Regions from separate parts of the Mus musculus genome. Here regions 2, 3 and 4 are each linked to region 1. A link is a contact called in public HiChIP or PLAC-seq data. All regions are on one chromosome and are shown on one strand. The core of a region is the stretch at or near the end of the contact, and the rest is flanking DNA. Distances in the headings are between cores, read along the strand shown. Region 1 has its middle 8.7 kb from the start of Sphk1. Region 2 has its middle 12 kb from the start of Tmem94. Region 3 has its middle 17 kb from the start of Sec14l1. Region 4 overlaps Llgl2 (LLGL2 scribble cell polarity complex component).

Region 1 (3,639 bases), core at 392-2,891:
GGAGCATCCCATACTGATGGGAGGAGCATCTCATACTGATGGGAGCATCCCATACTGATAGGAGCATCCCATATGGATGGGAGCATCCCATACTGATGGCAGCATGCCATACTGATAGGAGGAGCATCTCATACTGATGGGAGTATCCTATACTGATAGGAGCATCCCATATGGATGGGAGCATCCCATACTGATGGCAGCATGCCATACTGATAGGAGGAGCATCGCATACTGACGGGAGTATCCCAAACTGATGGCAGCATACCATACTGATGGGAGGAGCATCCCATATGGATGGGAGCATCCCATAATAATGAGAGCATCCCATGGGGACTCAGATCTGTGCTGCTGACTGTGACACTTAAGCAGGTGTGAACCTTACAATCCAGTCTCCACAAGTCAGCCAGCCTGAGCTCTACATATCAGAACTCATCAGACCTTCCCAGGTTGCCCTCCCCAATAAATCTGTGCTTTTCCATTGCTTTAGGAATAAAAACTAACTTTCCTATAGAAAAAGCAACAATTTGCCTTTACTCTCAGGCCAAAATCTATATAGATTTCTGTAACCGCAAGGGGGTGGGGCTCTCTATTCTCCGGTGAGTAATTAGTTCTGTAAGAGACACCCACTCTGTGTCTTTTTTTCCTCCTCTTCCTCTTTCTCCTCCTCTTCTTTGAGGAGTGGGGAGGAGGGCGGGTCAAGAGTGGCCTGTGTAAACCGGGCGTGGTGATGCTGGCCTGTAATTCCAGCACTCAGGAGGCAGAGGCAGGCGGATTTCTGAGTTCAAAGTCAGCCTGGTCTACAAAGCGAGTTTCAGGACAGCCAGGGCTATACAGAGAAACCCTGTCTCGGAAAAAAAAAAAAAAAGTGGCCTGTGTAACTGAGAAGGATCTAGAACTCTGATCCTGCCTCCGTATCCCAAGAGCTGCGATTACAGGCTAAAGACTGACTCCAGGACTGGGAGTGTCCCAAGCAAACACTCTAGATTCCCATCTCATCTGCAAGGTCCCTTCTGCACATAATGTAATATGTTCATTCACAGGCGCCAGAGACAGAGGGGAGGCCACTGTTTTGCTAACCACAGAGGGAAATAATGTCAATCTGTCCTCACTTGGCTCTGGAACCTCCTTTCCCAACTTCCCGTCTCTGGTTTTACCCCCAGGATTTTGCTTTTCCACAAAAGCACTTAGATCGAGTGGGGCTGGAGTCAGGCTTGCTGGGACTGAGGCATGAACCTATAGACTGTATCTTAGACTCATCTAGAGCCTAGAGAAAAATTAGTTTCCATTTCTGAAAATTACCTAAGAGGAAGAATCTAGCATCGTTGCTAAATGTAGTACTGACAGGCTTGCAAAACCCCATCCTTTCGCCTATGGAAGGGATTGGAAGCAGCCCAGCCCGTCCATTCTCAGCCTGGCACAATTTCCTGATACTGCTTTGCAGAAAGAGCTCACCCATGGGCACTGTCCTCTCCTTTCCCTCCCCAGACACCAATGGAACTCTGTAGCTTTGCCACCTCCGGTCATGTGATCTGGAAGCCCAGTTGCTTTTATTCTTCTGTGACAAGGCTGGGCCAGGCTAACCAGCCACAGACATTGGAAAGAGTCGCTCAGTGGAAACATTTCTTAGGCTCCCTCTGACATCATCTTCCATTTGGGCCTGCAGTGGGCTGTGGCCTGGCCTTTGCCCAGCCCCACATCCTGAATCCTAGCAGGATGGATATTTCCTGGTTTGCTCAGGAATCCTAGTCTGACGACTTTACCTCCTGAGCAAGAGAAGCTATGCCAAACCAACAGATTTGGCAGGTCCTAGAAAGAGGAGGGGCTGCAGGAAGCAGGATCAGCGCCCCTGCAGTCAGGGACTAGGAAGCAGGGATCCCTCTGCATCCCAGGAACCCAGTGTAGAGATTGGGCTCCGAGAGGATGGGTGTGCGCGTGGTTTTCCCCGTGCTTTTTGGTTTTGAAGTGTTTTCTACTTTCACAGGCCTCAGAATGTGTGTCCTTGGGTGTTACCCAAAGCAAACAGACAGACAGTGGGTTAGCTCTGGCCCCCAGCCAAACAGTGACTTCGTGCTTCGTGATCTGGGGCCATGTTCACTTACCTGATGGGGTCCCTCCACAAGCACAGGAGACTTTGGGAATGCTGCCCTTAGGGGCGTACATTTCTTTTGTACAAATGCACACCTATTGGGCTGCCACAGTTGTAGCCAAATTATTGAGGGCCAGGGGCAATAGAGGGAGAGGGAGGCAGATGCCCTGATTCATCAAGCTGGAAAAGATACCACAAAGCCAGGAGCGAGGCTTGCCTGCTCCTCTCTCTCATTATCCACATCCCAAAAATAGAACTTCCCCTTCCCTGGAGGCTCGGTTCCTGAAGGTCAAAGCCTTGAATTCTTTGCAGACACGAGCCTAGTAATTTAAGTAATGATTTCACGGGGTGCACTGGACAGCTGGGGCTTTGGACAAGGGCTTTGTCCCACGCAGGCTGGATGAAGAGGCTTCATACAGCAGAGCATGACGCTGCTCCCATGAGTTGGGAAAGTCAGTTTCCAGAAGTGGCATGTCCCTCCTTCCCTCCTTCCCTCCGCTCAGTGCCCTGAAGTCCTGACCACAGCTATGTGACCGCATCTGAACATGAGTTGAGATGTCGTTTCTCCTTCAAGGCACTGTCAGATGATCCCAGCTGCTTCCTCTCCCGGTTCAGTCAGAATGGAGTGTGGTCACCAAGGGATCGATCGATCACCTGCCTAGGTGCTGGAGAGCTTGGCCTTCTTCCTGCTTTTTCTTTTCTCTTCTCTTCTTTTCTCTTCTTCCTTTGTTCTTCTTTCTTTGGTTTTCTTTCTTTTTGTTTCTCCCTCCTTTAAAATCATTATTACTTTTTACTTTTTTTTTTTTTAAGACAAGTCCACATATAGCCCAGGATGACCTTGAATTCCTGAACCACCTCTGCCTTTCCCTCCTTCTGCTAGGATCCCAGCATGTGACCCAACAGCTCGCCCCAGTCTTATCGTGTGTGTGTGTGTGTGTGTGTGTGTGTGTGTGTGTGTACACGTGAGTGTCCATGTGCGTGTGTGTGGTATGCATAGGATGTCTATGGCTAGATGTGGTCTTGAGGCAATGAGCCAGTGGGTGACATCTTATTTTTTGAGACAGGGTCCACCCCTGATCCTAAAACTCACTATTTTTGATTAAAGTGGCTGGCCAGTGAGTGCCCAGCCAGGCCCCATCCTCCTGGCTCTGGGGTTATGGGCAGGCATGCCGGCATGCCGCCACACCCAGCCTTTCTGTGGTATCCAAACTCAGGTGCTTGTGTTTGCAAAGCAAGCGCTTTACCCACTGAGTCATCTCTCTAGCCCTTTGTTTTGAGGCAAGTTATAATGGAGAACAGCCTGGTCTTAAACTCACTGGGTAGCCAAGAGGGACTTAGAATTCCTTACCTTCCTACCTCTACCTCCCTAGTGCTGGGGGCCAGGAATGTTCTACCACAACCAACTAGACTATTTATTTATTTATTTTATTGTTTGTTTGTTTAGAAAGGGTTCCGCTAAGTAGCCTTGGCTTGCCAGAACTCACTATGTAAACCAGACTGACCTCAAACTCATAGAAATCTGCCTGGCTGTGTCTCCAGAGTGCTAAGATTAA
Region 2 (3,384 bases), core at 447-2,946, 770 kb after region 1:
AGCTAATCCTGTACATGGCTCCTTTACCTACACACTGGGGATTTGACCTCTATCTCCACTCTCATTAATATGGGTGGCCTATTTGCTCTTATTAAAAGAAAAGGGGGAGATGTTGGGAGCCGCCCCCACATTCGCCGTTACAAGATGGCGCTGACATCCTGTGTTCTAAGTGGTAAACAAATAATCTGCGCATGTGCCAAGGGTATCTTATGACTACTTGTGCTCTGCCTTCCCCGTGACGTCAACTCGGCCGATGGGCTGCAGCCAATCAGGGAGTGACACGTCCGAGGCGAAGGAGAATTCTCCTAAAATAGGGACGGGGTTTCGTTTTCTCTCTCTCTTGCTTCTTGCTCTCTTGCTTCCTGCACCCTGGCTCCTGAAGATGTAAGAATAAAGCTTTGCCGCAGAAGATTCTGGTCTGTTGCGTCTTTCCTGGCCGGTCGTGAGAACGCGTCTAATAACAGTAACTCTTAATACGACCAAGTTTAGCTGCCAGCAAGAGGTACAACCTTGACTGCCTCTGGAACACAGCTCCTATGTTCTCTCTGGAAACACTTCCCAGATTTCAACCTAATGGCATTGGTCTCTTCTTAACCACAGCTGATTCCTCAGCCCCGGCTAAACAAACACCACAGACTCATCACATAAACTGCGTGTAGGGTCTTTGCTTCCCTCTGAAATGTCACAAGCCAGGCCTCCGTCGTCTCCAATGCTCTCCACATTCTTACTACCGAGGCTCCTACAGGACAGCTCACTGGGCTCTCAGCACTCAATGGCTTTTCTAGCCCAAAGTTCCAAAGTCCTTCTTCCCACTTCTCTCAGAAATATGTTCAGGTCTGTCATGGCAATACCCCACTTCTTATACCAACTTGTCCTAATTAGAGTTTTTTTTTTTTAATTCTTTAAGATTTATTTATTTTATGTATATATTCGTACTCTTTAGCTGTCATCAGACACACCAGAAGAGACATCTAATCCCATTACAGATGCTTGTGAGGCACCATGTGGTTGCTGGGACTTGAACTCAGGACATCTGGAAGAGTAGTCAATGCTCTTAACCACTGAGCCAGCTCCCTAAATTAGAGTTATTATAGCTATGATAAAACTCCATGACCAAAGTAACTTGGAAGGAAAGGGTTTAATCAGCTTATGCTTCCACATCTCAATTCATCATCAAACAAAGTCAGGACAGAAACTCAAGTAGGGCAAGGACCTAGAGACAGGATCTGATACAGAGGCCATGGAGCGGTACTACTTACTAGCTTGCTTCTCATGGTTTGCTCAGCCTGCTTTTTTATAGAAGCCAGGACCACCAGCCTAGGGATGATGGCTCCAGGCACAATAGGCTGGAGCCTCCCCCATCAATCACTAAGAAAATGTCCTACTGGCTTGCCTACAGCCTGATCTCATGGAGGCATTTTCTCAATTAAGACTCCCTCCTCTCTGATGACTCTGTGTCAAACTGGCATAAAACTAGCCAATATATTACCCCACTTCATATTGTTTTGTTTTGTTTGAGATAGGGTCACTGTGTAGCCCTCGCTGACCTGGAACTCACTTTGGAGACCAGACTGACTCAAACTCACAGGGATCCCCATGCCTCTGCCTCCCGAGTGCTGAGACTAAGGGTGTGCATCATTGCCATCCCCAGCTCCACTTCCTATTGTACCTTGGCCCCTCTGAGTCATATATGTCTCTGGGCACCATTTATAGACCTTTTGAACATTGCTTCAGTGAACGTGAGCTGAGTGACTGACAGGTTAAAGGTCTGTGAGACACCCCTTTGCTCCGGACATTCTCCCTAAGTCAATTTCCTCTCTCCCCATCCCCCCCCCAAAAAAAACCCTGCTGAAAGAGTAAATGACTCATTCACAAACATGCCAATGACATATTCTAGAGCACAGTGCACAGCCTCCCCATTGCTCTGGGGGCCTCTAGCTGTGTCTTTTAAGGCTAGCCCTCCCAAGCAGCTAACTGTACAATCCTTCATTTTTCTGAAGTGTCTTTCATCTCTCTAAGATAGCCCCGGGAAGAGGTCTAAGGCCTTCCAGGAGAGGTTTCTCACCTCTGTCTCTTTTTTAGCCCTCAGCATTTTTTTTTTCTTTTTTCCCGAGACAGGGTTTCTCTGTGTAGCCTGGCTATCCTGGAACTTACTCTGTAGACCAGGCTGGCCTCGAACTCAGAAATCTGCCTGCCTCTGCCTCCGCCTCCCGAGTGCTGGGATTAAAGGCTTAGCGCTCAGCATTCTTACACAAGAAGGAGCCACCTCTGTGTTCTTAGTCCTTGCTTTCTAACCTCAAAGGCTACTACTGTGATCTTGAGGTCTTGGCTGGTGCTGTTCCTTGTCCCTGAAATGTCCTTCCTGGCCTCTTTGCTTCCCAATTGGCTCCTTATCACCTGTTCAGATCAGGCAGGCCTTGTCCCTCTGTTTTTTCACAACTGCCTGTGGATAAATGTATCACCGTGCTCACCGCCTGCGTTATAACTTTGGCAGAAAACAGTATTAATAATTCATGAGTCTACACAGTCTCTTTCTCTCCGCCCATCTGCTGGGGACAGCGTTGCCAGGGCCACAGCCAGAGCAGGAGAGAGGCAGAGCTGAGGAGGGCTCCTCCCTGGGTGATGGGACTGACCTGGGAAAAGATAGACAACTACTAGCACGCAGGATGCCTGCAGTTTTGGAGTGGTTAGTTTCAAGTGCGGGGAATGCTGATGGAGTTTTTGATGTGGTGATCTCACTGTCCCTGGACTGTCCTGGAACTGACTTTGTAGACCAGGCTAGCCTGAGACTCCCAGAGATCCACCTGCCTGTGCCTCCTGAGTGCTGGGATTAAAGGCATGCGCCAACACTACCCACCCGACCAGTGGTGATTTTTTAAATTTAATTTGTTCTTATTTTGGGGTGCACATGAGCTCCATGGTACATGGTACATGTTTTTAAATACATAAATAAATAAATAAATAAATAAATAAATAAATAAATAACCAGTCCTCTCATTCACTGTGGGTTTGAGAACGGAACTCAGGTAATCAGGTTTTGGATTTTGTTCCTGGTAGTGGGTTTTTGTTATTATTTGGTTTTGTTTTGTTTTGTTTGTTTGTTTGTTTGTTTGTTTCATTTTGACACAAGGTATCTGTATGTAGCTTTGGATGTCCTGAAAGTTTCTGTGCAGACCAGGCTAACTTTGAACTTTCTCTGTCTCCTGGGTAGTGGGATTAATGCCACACCCATTACCCCTGCACATTATTGTTTGTTTGTTTGTTTGTTTGTTTGTTTGTTTGTTTCAGTTTGGTTTGGTTTCATACTGTAGCCCAGGCTGGCTTCTTATTTACTTATCTAAGATGACTGTGAAGTTCCGACCCTCCTACCACCACTTGCAAATG
Region 3 (3,610 bases), core at 348-2,847, 570 kb before region 1:
ACCACAGGCAGGAAGCAGAGAGGTGAGCTCACTTTCGCCTTGTAATTTGGTAAGACCATGCATGGCTTGTGGGATGGTGCCAACGGTGCCAACGAGGCCCTCCCGCCTCAACAACCCAGGGCCCAGAGGTTCGTCTCCTAGATCCTCTTCAATCAGCAATCAACATTAGCCACCCACTACAGCTGGCTTTCTCCCAACCACACCTTTGCTCCTTTCAAGGCTCTAGCCCTGGGGTTCTCAACCTTTGGGTCATGACCCAAATGACCCTTTAACAGGAGTTGCATATCAGATATCCTGCATCCAATATTTATGTTACAATTCATAACAGTAGCAAAATTACAGTTACCATTTAGCAACAACCATAATGTTATGGTTGGGGGCACCACAACCTGAGGGACTGTATTAAAGGGTTGCAGCATCAGGGAGGCTGAGAACCACTGCTCTAGCCTATGACATCATGCCACTCAGGGTGAGTCTTTCCTCCTCGTTAATTCTGTTGGAAATATCTCCCAACAACAGCTCAAAGTTGTGCCTACATCTTCTAGGTGATTCTAAATCCAGTCAATTTGACAGTGGAGATTAACTAGAATGCCTCAAGCCAGGCCCCCTCCCCCTGCCCCCTTCGCCCCCCCCCCCCTATAGTAACCAAATGTATCTAATTCCCAAATCTAAAAAGTGTTGCTTTCTAAAGGAGATATCCAGGGTCACAAAGAGGCCATCTCTCTTGAGCAATTCACTGGTGACAGGCTCACTCCCCAGGGAAAGTGCTTGTGTCAGGCTTGACCTGTGAGGGTCTGAATAATTCATCGACTCTGATGAAAGTGACCACTCTTCTTAGTCACCCATGCTGCTGTGTGGACAGTGAGTTAGCTCCAGGGTGGCCTTGGGGGACAGTGAGAAGGTGCAGAAAAGAAACAAACTAACAAAGAAAGAATCAAAATGCAAAACCACAGAACTCACCACTGTCTGACAGAGTTGTCAGCTGGGTCTCTGCAAGTCACACAGGTGACTTGAAGATCCTTGACCCAGGAAAGTGGGGAAAGACAGAAGCCATTGGGTGGATCCCCTTAACTGACACCCCAAGAGGATGCTTCAATTTTGTAAAGATGGAGTGTAGGAGTGTGTGTGTGTGTGTGTGTGTGTGTGTGTGTGTGGTACACACCTATAGTCCCAGCTCAAGAGGCTGAGGAGGCTGAGGGAAGAGGATTGTTATAAGTTCCAGCCTGGGCTAAGAGAGACCCTGACTCAAAAAAGTAAGGTTGGTTTGGTGTGGTGTTGAGGAATGGTTTGGTCAGTATACTGCCTGACTCACAAGTCAGAGGGCTGGACTTTGAATTCCTCCCACACATGTAAGAAGACATAGTGCCTGTCACGTGTCACCTCAGTGCTGGGGAGGGACAGAGAAGGATTCCTGGGGAGGGTCAGCTGGGCACTCAATCCAGCAGGATCAGTGAGTTCCAAGTTCAGGAAGAGAAGCCATCTCAAAATGAAACAAAGGAGAGCTGTTAAGGAAGAGGTCTGCCCTCCAGCCTGCAGCCCCATGCACAGTGGCGCCACAGACACGCAAAACCACAAACCAAACAAGCCATACATTAGGAATGTAGCTGGCTCTTGCTTAGCATGGTGAAGGCCTGAGGTTGCATGTGCACACACATACACACACATACTTACATACATTTACACCCGCATATACTCCCATACACACATATTTTCACACATGCACACACACACATACTTATGCACATGCACACCCACACACACTTACACATACACACATGCTCACACATACACACCCCAAATGGATTAGATAAATAAACAAGCGAATATCCCTTCACTGAAGTGGGGGCAGAGCCGAGATAGAGCGTGGGCCTGGTCCTGGATCAAAGCCTAGCAACCCGTAGTGGGGGGAGAAGAAAGAGGAGATGTGGGAGGGACAGACTAGCATCACTCATAGCCCAGCCCCCACTCACATCTGCAGCAATCCATGAGGCTGGGTGGAAGATCCATTAAGTACCCTGCAAGACAGGTCCTAGAAGGGATGGGAGGAGGCTTCGGGGACAGCCTGTAAAGTTCCAAGCTTGTTGAAACATCCTGTTACTGACAAAACAAACAAGCAAGCAAATATCCCCTCCCTGGACTGGGGTATGGCTGAGATAGAACACTGGCTTGGTCCTGGGTCTATGCCTAGTGACTCAAAGGTGGGGGTTGGAGAAGGGAGAGAGAAAGAGATAGATGAGAGAGGGTAGGAGGGAAAGAGAGGGGGAAGAAAGAAGAAGTGGAGGAAGAGAAGGGTTAGAAGAGAGATGGGGAGAGGGAGGAAGAAGGAAAGGAGAGGAGAGACAGCCCTTCAATCTTAGATTGAAAGCCCCAGTTTCTAGCAGGCATGCTGCTTCAGTTCTTACACAGTCTCAGTATGAAAAGGGTGTTACAAATCTGAGCTCTCAGCTATAAACCACCCTACAGAGCCCAGGCCACAGTCAGCTCAGAGCCCTGGAGCCTGGTCCTCTCCCTCTCCACAGCTCCCTTCCCATCATCTGCATCTCCGGGAGGATAGTTTCTTCTCCTCGCTCTGAGGCTGGCTGTGGGTTTGCCTTAGGCTGCTCTGACAGCCTTCAGATTGTTCACCCCAGGTTCCTCTCTAACAAATTGACCTATCCCAACAAGTGGAGCCCACCCTCCCACCCTTCACCCCTACCCACCCTCCCACTCCCCACCCTGTGCTTCCAGGGATGTGATTTCTTTTTGCTTTTTGGCAATAGAACCCAGGCCCTTGGGCACTCTAGGCAAGTGCCATCCATACACCCCTAACCCCAGTCCTGGTGTGATCGTTTTATTTTTGTAGGCTGTCTTCATTCCTTTCAACTTTGTTACCACACGACGATCTAACTACCAAATGAGCCTTGACAAGGCATATTTAAACATGAGTGTTCTAGCTTCGTACTGCCAAGGACTCTGAGGTACTTGGGAAGTGTCTCCCACGACCTCTCTCCCATGGCTGTTTTCGTGCCTTTCCATTTAGGAAACAATTTCTTTCCTGTGTTTTGAGCCAGAGAACACGGAGCTTTGGTTTCAGTGACACCCAGGGACTCTTGAGCCGAAAACATCCCTTTCCAGGAGGTGGGCAGCACCAGGCAGGAAGGAACCCCCCTCCCAGGATGAAAACACGGATCTTCTCCTGTACCCCCACATATCTGAAAACAATGGGCTGGCCCCTCAAAGGGCCTACACCTAATCCAGTCATCGACGGAAATGCCCGTGCCCCAGCACAGCCAAGGCTCTATTCAGAACTAAAAACTCCAGGCCTACCCACTGCCAGGGGGTTTTCAAAGAAGAGACCCATGCCTGGGTTTCCCATGTGCAAGGTGGGCTGTCAGTCCCTGAGGGAGTAGGAACAGGGACAGTTTCTGGATGGCACAACCGCAATGAACGAAGACAAAGCAGATAAAGCCGTACAACTGGGAACGGCGAGGGGAGGGTAGCAAGGATCAGGGTCCGAGTGCTTCACTGCTGTGAGCCCTTGAAAAGCAGCATCAAGACCGAAGCGTGGTCTCATGGTGACCAGGTGGTCCTGTGATTTGTGTTGTAGAAAGATCTCCACTCGGTGGGGTTG
Region 4 (3,763 bases), core at 840-3,339, 680 kb after region 1:
TGGACAGCAATCCTCCCCAGTCCTAGCGGCAGTCTGTGGCCTGGGGAGCAAGGGGTCCTCCCAGACAAGCATCTGCGCACCCATGTCAGGGGCACAGGGTGGGGGTGGATAGCAGTGGTCATGGCTGGGCGCACTCAGTCAGTGATCTGACCCTGGTAAGAGTTGCCCAGCAGGACGGGTGTGTGTGTGTGGGGGGGGGGTTGGGGAAGGCAATTCACTATTCCCCTATCCTCAAAACTGCTAGGCTGTTACCCCTCCCTCCACACCACCCCTGCAACTTGAGCTGTAACAACAGGCCTATCACCTGTCACCTGGTGGCACCTATGAGAACATGGGGCGCGGTAGGGGGGCACCCCCAGCGGCCTTGCCCTGAGAGTTGGCACCAGCAATTGGCAACCAGGATGTGATCCTGGCTGGTAATGATTAACCGCTGGGGTAAGGTTGAACTATATAATAACAAGGCTCTGGCCTCGGCCTCCTGTGTATACACCAGCCCAGCCCACCTGGGCTGTCACTTAGGCTGGGTCAGAATAGCAGGAGCCTAGGGGGAGGACTTTGTGGCAGGAGATCACAGCTCAGCTACCCAAGGTGGGCCCCTGTCTCCCAACTTCTCTAGGCCTCTTAGCAGCGGGTGTAGGTTAGACATCAGGAATACCAGGTGTTGTCCAGGACTTCAGAGAAGTTGTCCCAGGGTGGAGCCTCCCTGCTGAAACCACCTGTATCCCAGACACCCCCTGCTGTGGACAAAAGACTATACAACTAGCTTGGACAACGTGGTAGTCACCCAGGGCCCTACAATCAAGTATACAAGTCAAGGGGGGGGGACGGGGGGGGGGGGAACGGGGACGTGAGTAACCAGAGAAGAGAAGATATACCCATTCTGTGCTCTAAGGACACACAGCTCGCGGTGCTAAATTCTCACCCTGCTCTTGGACCAAGCGCCCAAGATGAAGCAGGGTAAGACTGGCTCTCTCCAGATCTCACCTACCCCACATACACATAGAGATCACCTTGGCCTCACCCCATGGCAACAGGCACTGGAAAGGATACAGCTTGACAGCTCCAGAGCGGGTTCCGATGGCCAGGATGCGCAGCGAAGGGCTATAGCCAAGGGCGCTGGGCTGGTGTGGGAAGCCATGCTCCACTGTCTGAAATGAGAAGCATGTGGGCTGGGCCTATAGGCGAGTCCTTTGAATCCCCATGATCCCCCAGGGTTGGGGCTGGGCTGTGGAGTCACAGCTCAATCAGGGAAAGGGGGCTCTGAGCTCTGCACCTCCTCAGCTTGGAGTTAAAACAGGACTCATTTATGTCTGTAGTCCAGATCTCTAGTTGTCCTCTTGACCACTACACATACACCTACCTACATGAGAGTACACACAGTATACAACTATATAACCACATGTATAGTTACGCACATATATCATTTTGAAGGGCTGGGGGAGACAGGGACCCTGGAACTCACTATGTAGGCTATCAGGCTGGCTAGAGATCCACCTGCCACTGCCTCCCTAGTGCTGGGATTAAAGGGGTGTTGTGCACAGTGTACAGTTTTTGAAAAAAATACAGAGCTCTGACTGGATCGCATGGCATGAACACTTCCCCGCGTGTTCATGGACATGTATAGCTTTCCAGGTTATCTGCGTGCGATCACCCAATGGCTAAAGGCTTTACAAGGAGCTGAAAATGGCTGGAGAACATCCCGGAGGGGTCACTGCCTCCCTCCCAGGGTTCCCAATGCCAGCCACCCTGGTGACCAGGTCTAGGTTTCTGTCCCTGCCTGCAGCTCTGGGCCTTTTTCACCGTTGGTGTGCAAGGAGCTACAGACAGGAGGTGCGAATGCCAACAGCTGATGTCAAAGCATTGCTCAGCAGGCCTGGGCTTCTGCTTCCCAACAGCTACCTACCCTACGGCACTGACTCTGCTGCAGTAGGCTGAAGCAGGGCCCAATGGCAACTGCCTTGTAAGTTACTGAGCTAAATCCGCAGTGTGCAGAAGGAGTCAGCTTCCAGACTCCAGTCAGTGTTACCAGGAGCCCTATCAGAGCCCCAGCAGCACAGAGAGATAAGCCCTGGCGACAGCAGGAGAAAACTCAAGGGCCACACCTCCCCAGAGTCCAGCCCAGTGGCTCATGGGAGGAGGCCAGGGCAGGGAGGACAGCTCTAACAAATGCCTCCTTTAGGGGATCCCTGAGGATGACAGGGTGGGTAGACAGGGCAGGAACACAGTCTGCCTTGCAAATGGCCATACCTGGATGGCCGGCCAGGAATGCAAGACCCCAGGCGGAGGGCCCCAGCCAGTCCCAGTCCCTGTTCAGCTATGTGAAAAATGCAGGGCCTGGGGAGATAGCTGAGTGTCTGGAATGCAAACATTTCCCAGAAAAAGGAGAGCAGAGAAATCACACAGGCTGTGTGGGACAAGCTCTCCCGGGGCCCTGCGAGGCCTTGGCTGATCCCAGGTTACTGAAGCCTGGAGAAGAGATAGAGACCAGGAGAGAGCTCCAAGCTCTTAATTTAGCCATTTCCCCATTACCACCAGCAGTGGCTTTGGAATGTAGAATTTGGAGGACTGGGGGGTGGGGTGGGGGATAAACCCTCAGGAGCTGAAGGCCCAGTAGGAGGCCCCACTCCCTGAGCAGCCTAGGACAGCAGTCAAGCGGCCAAGGCTCACTTGTATCAAGAAGATGATATTTAAAGTTTCTCTTATTTCAGCCAATTTAAAGTGTGAACGGATATTCAAACTGTGCACAGTGGTTCCCGCCTGTAATCCCAGCACTCAGGGGGAGCGAAGGCATGAAAGTCAGGAGTTCAAGGGCAGCCTAGGTTATACAGTAAATTCCAGGCCAGCCTGGGCTACAGGCTGTCTCAAAAATCAAACAACTATAAAACAACAACAACAAAAGGAAGAAAGTACATTTGGTTCTGCCACAGTGAAGTGTCTTTACTAAAACAACCTGAAGGGAGGCCAACCTCGGGCCTCACCTTACATCTCCAATCTCAAACTCTTAAGACAGAGCTTTTCAAAGAGTTTATTTTACAACTGAGACTGTTATAAAGTGTAAAAAAAAAAAAAAAATCAGAATTTAGAGACTTAGTATCAACAAAACAAAGCAAATTAGGGACTGGAGTGATGGCTAGTCCATTAAGAGACTCCTCTCCCAGAGGATCTGTGTTAGATTCCCAGCATCCACATGGCGGCTCACACCAGTCTCTGAGTCCAGTTCCAGGGGACCCAGCGCCCTCTTCTGGCCTCTATGGGCAGTGCATGCATATGATAAATAGACATACATGTAGGCACATACACAAACAAAAAATAAAAACAAAAAATAAAAAAATAAACATAAAAAAAATCTTTCCCGGGGCTGGAGAGATGGCTCAGTGGTTAAGAGCGCCGACTGCTCTTCCAAAGGTCCCGAGTTCAAATCCCAGCAACCACATGGTGGCTCATAACCATCCATAATGAAATCTGATGCCCTCTTCTGGAGTGTCTAAAGACAGCTACAGTGTACTTACATATAAATAAATTAATTAATTAAAAAAAAATCCTTCCCCAAACACACACACACACACACACACACACACAAGTCAAAACAACTTACTAATAGCTGTATTGCCTACATGTAAAGATAATATTTTGAGTATATTAAACAGAATTCTTATCTAAATTAAATCTGATTATTTAATGCTAGAAATTTTAAGTTATATACATGGCTCCTATTATATTCTTTGTTTATTTGTTTGTTTGTCTTTCAAGACAGGGTTTCTCT

Evidence for each region. HiChIP or PLAC-seq counts read pairs in DNA pulled down with a chosen protein or histone mark.
Region 2: a FOXA1 HiChIP or PLAC-seq map of pancreatic cancer cells shows a contact between it and region 1. The contact joins two enhancer-like sites. A contact is called at or near these places in 1 of 39 promoter capture datasets (pre-B cells) and 1 of 115 datasets of contacts at active chromatin or transcription factors (pancreatic cancer cells).
Region 3: a contact with region 1 is called in an HNF4G HiChIP or PLAC-seq map of pancreatic cancer cells. The contact joins two enhancer-like sites. A contact is called at or near these places in 4 of 39 promoter capture datasets (cranial neural crest, embryonic stem cells, liver and 1 more), 1 of 115 datasets of contacts at active chromatin or transcription factors (pancreatic cancer cells) and 1 of 9 other capture datasets (liver).
Region 4: a contact with region 1 is called in a FOXA1 HiChIP or PLAC-seq map of pancreatic cancer cells. The contact joins two enhancer-like sites. A contact is called at or near these places in 2 of 39 promoter capture datasets (embryonic stem cells and pre-B cells), 1 of 484 Hi-C or Micro-C datasets (embryonic stem cells), 4 of 115 datasets of contacts at active chromatin or transcription factors (bone marrow-derived macrophages, memory CD8 T cells and pancreatic cancer cells) and 2 of 9 other capture datasets (embryonic stem cells and liver).

The regions. Positions count from the first base shown.
Region 1 is chr11:116,521,938-116,525,576 of GRCm38.p6, reverse strand. No RefSeq gene overlaps it. Among named protein-coding and RNA genes, the nearest start is that of Sphk1, 8.7 kb to the left of the region's middle. Within about 2 kb of position 1,641, at least 83 of the 459 cell types and tissues checked have an H3K27ac peak or open chromatin away from gene starts, as enhancers often do. A contact at or near this core is called in pancreatic cancer cells, where this site is marked.
Region 2 is chr11:115,751,978-115,755,361 of GRCm38.p6, reverse strand. No RefSeq gene overlaps it. Among named protein-coding and RNA genes, the nearest start is that of Tmem94, 12 kb to the left of the region's middle. Within about 2 kb of position 1,696, at least 34 of the 459 cell types and tissues checked have an H3K27ac peak or open chromatin away from gene starts, as enhancers often do. A contact at or near this core is called in pancreatic cancer cells, where this site is marked.
Region 3 is chr11:117,096,743-117,100,352 of GRCm38.p6, reverse strand. No RefSeq gene overlaps it. Among named protein-coding and RNA genes, the nearest start is that of Sec14l1, 17 kb to the left of the region's middle. Within about 2 kb of position 1,597, at least 39 of the 459 cell types and tissues checked have an H3K27ac peak or open chromatin away from gene starts, as enhancers often do. A contact at or near this core is called in pancreatic cancer cells, where this site is marked.
Region 4 is chr11:115,840,702-115,844,464 of GRCm38.p6, reverse strand. Llgl2 (LLGL2 scribble cell polarity complex component) reads right to left here. Exons shown (of 26, transcript NM_145438.2): 3 at 1,051-1,148. Among named protein-coding and RNA genes, the nearest start is that of Myo15b, 15 kb to the left of the region's middle. Within about 2 kb of position 2,089, at least 116 of the 459 cell types and tissues checked have an H3K27ac peak or open chromatin away from gene starts, as enhancers often do. A contact at or near this core is called in pancreatic cancer cells, where this site is marked.